Linked DNA regions of Macaca mulatta: region 1 is linked to region 2. Evidence: chromatin contacts called from public Hi-C data. All regions are on one chromosome and are shown on one strand. Each heading gives the region's core, a stretch centred on a gene start, on an enhancer-like site or on the middle of the called end of the contact. The rest is flanking DNA. Distances are from core to core; before and after follow the strand shown. Region 1 holds the start of RAB2B (RAB2B, member RAS oncogene family). Region 2 holds the start of SUPT16H (SPT16 homolog, facilitates chromatin remodeling subunit).

Evidence for each region. A called contact is a pair of places that touch in the nucleus more often than the background predicts.
Region 1: a Hi-C map of fetal cortex germinal zone shows a contact between it and region 2, with 2.7 times the contacts expected there. The contact joins the promoter of RAB2B here to the promoter of SUPT16H in region 2. A contact is called at or near these places in 2 of 14 Hi-C or Micro-C datasets (fetal cortex germinal zone and liver).

What each region holds. Positions count from the first base shown.
Region 1 is chr7:94,335,847-94,340,903 of T2T-MMU8v2.0, reverse strand. RAB2B (RAB2B, member RAS oncogene family) reads left to right here and starts at 1,847. Exons shown (of 9, transcript XR_013396072.1): 1 at 1,847-1,969; 2 at 2,199-2,270; 3 at 3,873-3,940. It overlaps TOX4 (TOX high mobility group box family member 4), which reads right to left and starts at 1,564. Exons shown (of 9, transcript NM_001172413.1): 1 at 1,520-1,564; 2 at 1,240-1,308. The coding sequence starts at 1,525.
Region 2 is chr7:94,245,679-94,250,580 of T2T-MMU8v2.0, reverse strand. SUPT16H (SPT16 homolog, facilitates chromatin remodeling subunit) reads left to right here and starts at 1,965. Exons shown (of 26, transcript XR_013396071.1): 1 at 1,965-2,122. CHD8 (chromodomain helicase DNA binding protein 8) reads left to right here. Exons shown (of 37, transcript XM_077940586.1): 37 at 1-792. The coding sequence ends at 382. It overlaps LOC144330159 (a long non-coding RNA gene), which reads right to left and starts at 2,374. Exons shown (of 2, transcript XR_013396075.1): 1 at 2,239-2,374.

The DNA of each region.
Region 1 (5,057 bases), core at 598-3,097, 90 kb before region 2:
TCAGCCTCCCGAGTAGCTGGGATTACAGGCATGCGCCACCACCCCGGCTAATTTTGTATTTTTAGTAGAGACGCGGTTTCTCCATGTTGGTCAGGCTGGTCTTGAACTCCCGACCTCAGGTGATCCACCTGCCTCGGCCTCCCAAAGTGCTGGGATTACAGGCATGAGCCACCGCGCCCGGCTCAACCAGATTTTTTTAACAAATACTTTAGGGTTTCATCACAACCTTTACTTCTACTATAAAACAGCATAAGAAGCTATTATTACAGCTGTTTGACAGTTGGGGAAACTATGACATACAACGATGAAGTAATGTGCCCAACGTCTGAGTCACAGAAAAACTGAAACACATATCCTACTCAACTCTTTTTATGTTCTCTAGCAGCTATTTCCTTTCTTCCTGGCATTAGCAAAACAAGCCGACACTGTGTAGGTAAAGGTAACCACAAACTTTTTATTAAAGTAGTAAATTTAGGCCAGGCGCAGTGGCTCAGGCCTGTAATTCCAGCACTTTGGGAGGCCGACGTGGGTGGATCACCTGAGGTCAGGAGTTTGAGACCAGCCTGGCCAATATGGTGAAACTATATCTCTACTAAAGATACAAAATTAGCCGGGCATGGTGGCACACGCCTGTAATCCCAGCTACTCGGGAGGCTGAGGCAGAAGAATCGCTTGAACCCGGGAGGCGGAGGTTGCAGTGAGCCGACATCGCACCACTGCACTCCAGCCTGGGCGACAAAGCGAGACTCTGTCTCAAAACAAAACAAAACCAGTAGGAAATATAAATGAAACAAATTTAAAAAGACCCCTTCAACAGAGTTCGTTACAGGAATGAACACATGCTGTTCCACGGTCAACCCTCTGCTAGGTAAGCTCCTCCCCTCACCCCAGTTTCTTCAGCTGCTGAAAAATTTTCTTCCCACTGCGATCCTTTAAGATTACTGTAGTTATTTCTCCCCAGAAAAAGGAGACAATTTCACTGTCTTCTAATCCAGAATCACTTTTCTCTTTAAATAGGTTATCTCTTTCCAATAGCTTGCTTTTCTGATGACAGCAACTTCCCAAGACTTCCCCAGATAGTCCCCATAGGCTCTAGAAGCAGCTGCCACTTTTCTCTAAACACCAATTGCAGCCCTTGGTTCCCAGCCCCCGTCCCTGGAGTGCGTGCTCTCCTCCCCACCACCCTACCCCACCGCGGCCTCAGGCCCTCCCCCCGCGGCGTCGGCAGCTCGTGCTCACCTCGGCCCCTGACAGGAAGGGGTGCGAAGGCCCTGTGATAGTCAGGTAATTGTCATTTCCTCCGGGAAACTGGAAACCAAAAGAAAGCCGCGGGGATAAGTTAGGGGGAGCAGGGAATTAGCTTGGAGCGATGGCTTCTGACCCCGACATTCTGACAACACTCCCCAAACCCCGCGCTCTCTCCTCTCCCGTCAGTCGCCTCTCCACCCGGCTTCCCGTCTCTGCTTCAACCCGGTCGGCCGCGTTCTCTCGCCAGCCTTCTTAGCTATCAGGTTCCTACCTCCATCTTCACACAACCGCTCCCACCGTCTCAGACCCTCATCGCTCCCACCGCCCCCACTGGTCTCGGAACTGCCGTCACTTCCGCAAGGACGTGCGTTACTCTCTGCTCATTGGAAGGAGCGCCGTGGGGGCTGCAGCGAGTCAGGCGGTGGCCTATCGCCCCCTGGAGCTTGGAGGGATAATGGCATGTAGAAGTACTAGAGGTATCCCTGGAGGTGGCGTTGGGTACTCCCGACCTAAGGAGGATTTCTGGGGAGAGCAATAGAGACGTGATCTGGGCTAGAGGAGCCGGAGAGGGTGGGCGGCCGGGAAGAAGAAGATCGGTAGATTGAGTGGCTAGAGAGGTTGGAGGTAAGTGGCTGTAGAAGTCGGGCGGACCCGGAACCCAGAGGACGCGACATCATGACTTATGCTTATCTCTTCAAGTATATCATCATCGGAGACACAGGTAACCCTCAGGTTGTTCGCCTTCAAGGCTGGGGCGGACGTCCGAAGCTCCCAAATTGGGTGGCGGGGGCGGGGCTCACTTTGTGGGCTGGGCGATTCGAGACGGGCGGGGCGGTTCGGGGCGGCCAGGGGCGGGGCTCGGGGACCCCCCGCTTCTCTGGTCCGGGAAGTCCAGAGTCCGGGTAGTGTTCCAACGCTACGTGACTCTGGGAGCGTGTTTTCTCTTTCAGGTGTGGGGAAGTCATGTCTCCTCCTGCAGTTTACAGATAAGCGGTTCCAGCCTGTCCACGACCTCACAATAGGTAAGTGCATCTACTTGTTCCAGAACAGATAAAACCTGACTAGCTAAATTGCTAAAGTGGAAAGTTAGCAGCCTTCAGTGTTCAAAGTAAAAAGTTATCCCTCACTACTTTAAACTAGTCCAAAGTTATGTTAATGAAGTGGTTAATCAAACGTTGATATGTGGCGAGTAGTGTAAGGGAGAGTATATAATTGAAAGGTAACTTTTTGGAGTGTGAGGTAGAGACTTGTCATATAATTTTTTTCAAGTACAATTTTTTATGTTTATGGAAAATCCCACGAAAGCATAACTGCTTATTTGTAAACTCATCTGTGCTTTGCAGTAAATTAATACCAGCCTTACTTTTAAAAAGTAAACACCAATACATGGACATTTTTTATATTGGTGAAGAAGCAAATTGAAGAGTCATCCCTGCCTTAGAATTAATAGGCAAATAAAACTAAAAACTTTCCTTTTAAATAAAACAGTGTGTTAAACAGTTCCTCATACCCACTGGGGATCCTGGAAAATATTAACATTTCCCACACATTTGTGATAAGGCATAGCCTGAAGGGGCTTTTAGCTACCCCCTCTTCATTATCTCCATAACCCCAGTCCAAATAAACAACATATATGAAACTAGCTTTGTTGCCATGCAAATGCAGTTTCTAAATAAAACTCCTACATCCCCATTCTTACAATATTGCTACTTCCAAGTCACACCTGTGTGGAAATCTGAAGCTACCACTGTTCTAACGGATTTATTTAGAGTCAAATAATTGATGGGGTTAGAAAAGGATTTAGAAGGCAGTATCAACCAAAAGGTATTTTAAAGGGAATATTGAGTGAATTCTTACTTTGTGATAGGGGCTAATGATACAATGCTTAACAAGGCAACAATGCTTAATTGTTCCTCTGGCAATTATTGGAGATATAAAATGTATTGTTAAAAAAAATTAGGTGGGCGTTGTGGCGTGCGCCTGTAAGGTACATACTGGGGAGGCTGAGGCAGGAGAATCACTTGAACTCGGGAGGTGGAGGCAGTAGTGAGCCGAGATCGCACCACTGCACTCCAGACTGGGTGACAAAGCAAGAGACTCCATCTCAAAAAAAAAAAAAAAAAAAGTATTGTTTCTGAGAACCTATTTCTTAGGCTCTTTTCTTAAAGAAAAAAATCTGGAATTACAAAAAAATAAATATTGTTTTAAATAGAGACTAGAGAGTGACCGAGAAAGTGTCAGGAAGCATTTCCAGAATTTTTAGGAGTTTTTTGGAAAAGTTACAAAACTAAATGTTACCTAATCAAATTTAAGCATTAACTGACATTGCTAAAAAATTACCCTTTTAAATTTGACTTCTTAATTGGTTTTGTTTTCCCATATGTGCTTTTTGGTTACATTCCTGAGGTCATTAGAGCACAATTTTTTAATTCCGGAAGGGAAATGAAGAACCTTGAGAAACACAAAGTTAATTGGAGCAAATAGGCAGCAATAATGGAATTAGTGGCATTGAGTTCAGACTAAAGGATGGGTATAACACATTGAGGAAAGGCAGGAACCTCCTCCCACTCCACATGGCTGCTGTTCATGAGAATCACATTCTTTCTCTTGGTCTTTACCAACAGGTGTGGAGTTTGGAGCTCGTATGGTCAACATTGATGGAAAACAAATCAAACTGCAAATCTGGGATACGGTGAGAGTACAAAATAATTTAGTCTCTGACCAACATCCAAGTATAGTAAGAAAAGCCAATGCAAAGGAAAGGGGCAATGAGGGTGGGACTAATAGTGGGGATAAAATAGGGGAAAGGTGAAATCAAAGAGATAGAGAAGCTTTTTTTTTTTTTTTTTTTTTTGAGATGGAGTCATGCTCTGTCGCCCAGGCTGGAGTGCAGTGGCCGGATCTCAGCTCACTGCAAGCTCCGCCTCCCGGGTTCACGCCATTCTCCTGCCTCAGCCTCCCAAGTAGCTGGGACTACAGGCGCCAGCCACTTCGCCCGGCTAGTTTTTTGTATTTTTTAGTAGAGACGGGGTTTCACCGTGTTAGCCAGGATGGTCTCGATCTCCTGACCTCGTGATCCACCCATCTCGGCCTCCCAAAGTGCTGGGATTACAGGCTTGAGCCACCGCGCCCGGCCGAGATAGAGAAGCTTTTAATTCTATCTGTTACAGTTACAAATTCTGGATGCTATATCTTTGTGTTGTAAACTGTCCAAGTAATATATTAGTTTATTCTAGTAAAAATAAAATCAAACTATAAATTTATAGCATGGAAAATAAATGTCTCCTTTTTATACATAAACGCTTTCTCCTTCCCCGTCTTGGTTGCTACTCTAGCAAGGGAATCATTACTGATGATTCCATGTGTATGCTTTCAAACTTTTTCTATGCATTTAGATACATACATATGAACAGGGAAATACAGGGAACACAGGTTGTAGAGACCTTTCCATATCCATACATAGAGATCTACTTCATTCCTAGAGATCTACTTCATTCCTTTTAACCACTGCGTAGTCATGGAATGTCAGTAGCATAATTTATGGAACCATCCTCCCTTTGATAGAAATTTGGGTTATTTTCCAATTTTTAATTATTGCAAAATTTCACTGAGCATTCTTTTTTTTTGAGACAGAGTTTTGCTCTTGTCACCCAGGCTGGAGTGCAGTGGTGTGATCTTGGCTCACTGCAACCTCCACCTCCTGGGTTCAAGCGATTCTCCAGCCTCAGCCTCCTGAGTAGCTGGGATTACAGGCACCCACCACCACACCTGGCTAATGTTTTTTGTATTTTTATTTTTTATTTTTTATT
Region 2 (4,902 bases), core at 716-3,215:
GTCTGTATCATCTTTGGGTCACAGCAGTGCCACTTCTGCATCTTTGCCTTTTATGCCATTTGTGATGGGTGGTGCAGCATCATCCCCTCATGTAGACTCCAGCACCATGCTTCATCACCACCACCACCACCCCCACCCCCACCATCACCACCATCACCATCCAGGCTTGAGAGCCCCTGGCTACCCCTCTTCACCAGCGACTACCGCCTCTGGTACTACCTTGCGGTTGCCACCACTGCAACCTGAGGAGGATGACGATGAGGATGAAGAAGATGATGATGATTTATCTCAGGGCTATGATAGCTCAGAAAGGGACTTCTCACTCATTGATGATCCTATGATGCCAGCTAACTCAGACTCCAGTGAAGATGCTGATGACTGAAGCCCCAGCATGGGCCCCATTGCTTGGGCGGCTGCTGTATTTTTCATTTACTCTGGCCCTTGGACTATGGAAACGTGGGAGGGGCAGGGGAGATGTGGGGAAGTCCAGGACTCCAGGAGGTGAAAAGGAAAAAAAAAAATGTACCTGATTGCTCCCAATTATGAGAGGATTGGGTGGGCAGGGGAACTCCTAAAATAATACATGACCACTTCCTCATTTCTGGGGAAGGAAAGGAGACTAGAGCAGCTGGTGCGCTCACCCCTCCCTAGTCACCTCCATTAACCACAGACTATGTAGCGCTGGCCCTAGCCTCTGGCAGAGCCTGTTCCTGGCCGAACTGTGGATACAGCTGGAGGGTCAGGAACTGTTACCTTCCTTCCCTTGGCATTAATAAATTTAAGTTAATCCTTTTCCACTCTTCCTTGGTTCTATATTTGCTCAAACCCAATGTGAGCATTGATTTTGAGTAGTTCATAGTGGGTAATTTCAGCACCACTTTCCTGAAGTTCAATACTATTCATACTAAGTTACCTTGGATAGAGCAGACAAGTCATCTGTACTCCTCTAAAGGGTATATATAAATGTAGACTGTCCAGCTGGCTAAAGGCAAGGGAATTATTTAAGGTAAATGCTAGGTAGGCAAACTTCTGGATTCAAACTCCAAGTTTTTAAAAGAGACGGGGAGCAAGAATGTCATCAGGAACCATTTACATTTTGTTAGTAATTAACTGAAGTAACGGTTATTTGGGGTAATCCCTAGAATAGTGTCAGTTTTCATGAACTGCAGCAAGGGGACTGGCTCACTGGAAGGATGCTGCCACGACTGGCTCAGGCGTTGGGGTTGTGGGAAGGAACTAAAAGTTTGTGGAGCCCCTCAGGTCATTTGTTTCCTCTGACTTATACTATCCCACTGCTCAGTTAAAGCTTGGACATACTATTTTCCTTTCGAAAGCTAGGTTCCTCCCCATAGCTTGGGTCGTAGTTTATCGCGAGGCTGGGTTCCATTTCCCTGGTATGAGTTCTCTGTCCCCGCGGCTCGACCCAGCATCCTGGCACCGAGGATCCCTCCAGCTCTGGGGCAGTTAAAGGCTTTTGCATTCCCATCATTTCCAGGAGGGGCGCATGCCCAGTTACACTGTAGTATTACCACTTTTATCCCACGCTAGATCCCGCTCTTTCCGCTCCCCCTTCCTTTGCAAATGGGGTGGAGCTATTACACCCGCGCGCGGCAGCTCTTGTGGGGCGGTGCAGGCACCACCTCCTTCGCTTCGCCTAGCGGCTGCCGCCTAGGCAAAAAGTCTTGAGGTCCTGGAAACCGCGGCTGGGCTGAGTTAAGGGCGGAGGCAGAGCGTCACGTGACGACGTCGATTCGCGTGCGGCAGTGGCGAAGTTGACAAGAAAACCCCGCGAAAATCGACTGCTTGCCTCGCACATTTTGTTGATTTTCCCCTGTTTTTCTTTCTGTCTTTCCCCCGCCCATCCGAAAGAGGATTGGGGGGAAAAAAAAAAAAAAGAAATCCCTAACGCTGTCGGGACCCGGAAGCGGAAAGGGCATCTTTGAGGTCGATACTTCCGGGTCATTGGGAGAGTGCGGGATTCCTGGGCCGAGAGCGGGTGGCGGAGCCGGGACCTCGCGTGATTCTCGGAACCCGAGGAGAAGCGGCGTCTGGGGCTATGGCTGTGACTCTGGACAAAGACGCTTATTATCGGCGAGTGAAGAGACTGTACAGCAATTGGCGGGTGAGGAAGATCCTGTAATTTTTCCTAGGGAGCCCCTTCAGCCATCCCATAATAACCCTGTTTCTCGGCGCCCTTTTTTCTCTTTCGGTCAGGAATTCCCGGGTTCAGTGCCTCACCCTTTTCGTTGCTCCCGAATCGTTCACCGGAGGCGGCCACGAACGCTGCCCCTTAACAGGGAATCCCTCGCATTCACCCTGTCCTGCGGCCATCACCATCTTCCCCGCGTGCCAGCCTTGGTCATGCATAACAGCACCTCTCGCAGTCTCTTCCCGCCCTAGAAGAGGCAACATCCTTCCCCCCTGCTTAGTGGTCACGTCTCGTTGCCCCTTCCTGCCTTGTTCTCACGCACCCACGCACTCGCTCTGTCCCTTCAAAACCACAATGTTCCACCCCTGGTCCCGCCAGGGTTATAACCGTTTTCGTAAAGAAGAGATGGAAGGGCAAGAAGGATGTCAGTCGGGCTCTTAGCGTTTATCGTTTGCGGGGCATTTCCTGGAGTTAAAAAAAGAAATACTGCTCACGCGCAACCGCCTCATGTTCTAGGCCCTGCTGTGGGTTACAGAGAGAGACCTAACGCTGAAAGCCTGCAGACATTAGTAATACCAAAACAAAACAAAACGATGCCTAAAACCTTATTAGTTCCTTGGTAGCGTATCCGGGGCACGTGTTCATTAAAAGAGCTGTGGCAGTTCCCAGTTTTTTAAAGATTCGGCAGTTTTGCTGCTTTAAAATCGTCCACAGTTAAAACTTATTTTTATGATGTTAACTTACTAATTGAGCAAACATTTGGTTGCATTCTGTGATGTAGTCTGAGTTGGCTAGCTTAAGTCTTGCCCCTGAACCCTGTCATTAAGGGAAGATACAACTAATAAAGATTTTTTTTTAACCTGAAAAACGTTTTGAGAAAAATGATCAGTTCTCATTTCAGCATTGTAAATAATTATCTTTCAAACTGATCATCTACTAAAACCAAGCCATTAAAATTGGTTGTTTCCTTGCCATTCATATTAAAGGTGCCCGTGCATGTTTCATCTTTTGAGGCTAAATACATTAAATAATTGAAAATAAAATTGATTCTCTGTTGCATTTTATGAAAAGCAAAAATAAGAACTAAATGCTAGATGAATGCTGAACATTTTATTTTTTAAAATTTTTTGATTTTCTACCAAATGATTTTTTGCACCTTCTCTCAGTGTCATATTATTATTTGAACATAATCTATGTTAGAAAAACATTTTAAAATCTTGATACTTTTTAATGATCAGTAAGTACTAAAAATCCGAAACCCTCTCTTCTACCCATAAACCCTGAAACTATAAACCTTTGATACGAAAATTGTTTCTAGTCTCAGTGATTCAGATTCATCAAATCATTTCATTCTCTGTACCATTCATGAAAACTAATCTGTAGCTCTAAATTCCCTTTCATTACAAATTAACTGTGGCCTGGCAAACCTAATATAAAATGATCGTCTGTAAATCCATGAAAGTTATTTCCCACCCACCGTTTTTTTTGTTTCTCAAAAATCACTGAAGTTTATCTTGGTCCTTTACTACCTTAATGACATCATCTTGGGAGAATGTTAGACATTGATAAGACACTGATGGTGTAAATAAAGTTATGCGCCAAGTCTATGTAAAAATGTACCAGTTAACAAAACCTGTGGATGAAAAACTTACTTGAATAAGACTTTTTATTAACACAAAAGACTGCTTTTGTGTTAATATGTCCAGAACCCACCTGTAGAAGTTCTTTGTGTATGCAGTCTTTTCAGCCTACAGTGCTTCCATTCTGATATACTTAATTAGAGATAGTAGTTTCCTGGGTTAAAGCTGGTTGTTTATCCTCCTGGATATAGCAGAAAGATAGTGGGATATATAGGTGTGTTGTATAACTTTTTTCTCTTTTACTCCTTTTCTTTTTTTAATGAGAAAACTGGGATTGAAATAGAATAAATTGAAGTTAATGGTAAAAATTCCAATCCTGCCTGGGCACCGTGGCTCATGCCTGTAATCCCAGCACTAGGCCAGGAGTTGAAGACCAGCCTGGGCAAGATGATGAGGCCACCATCTCTACAAAAAAAGAAGCAGCAAATAAATTAGCCAGGCATGGTGGTGTGTTCCTGTAGTCCCAGCTACTTGGGATGCTGAGGCGGAAGGATTCCTTGAGCCCAGGAGTTTGAGGCTGCAGTGAGCTGTGATCGTGCGACTGCACTCCACCCTGGATGAAACCCTGTCTTTAAAAAATAAATAAATAAATAAAAGAAAGAAAGAGAGAAATCCCAAGCCTTTTGCTTTCAGCTTCCATCTGAAAAAAAAAAAAAAAAAAAACAACTCAGTTGTGACTAACATTAACTAAAAAATGATTTGGGTTCCACACCCACTTTTTAATTTTAAATACTCTTGATTATAAGCCCTTAAAAGCTGTAGTAGTTGAACCTGGTAGTTCCAGCACTCCAAATACAAGTACACAGGATTGTAGAGAACTGATAAGCTACTAACCTTTTTCTTTCCTTTTTTAAAAATAAGAGTAGGAACTAACCTTACCTATCTGCAAGTTAATTTTCAATTAGGTACCTATTTTGAGGCTATTGCAAATAAAATATACTATTTATTAATTATAACTTTCATAACTTACGCCTAAAAACAATTGCAGTTATCACGTACTTTTAACTGAATAGAAATTTCAAAAGTATTAAGCCTTGTATCTAAGTAAACCGTGTCATTTTAGAGATGGGAAAATGGAGTTAGTCAAAAATCAACAAGAGACCTTTTACAGTG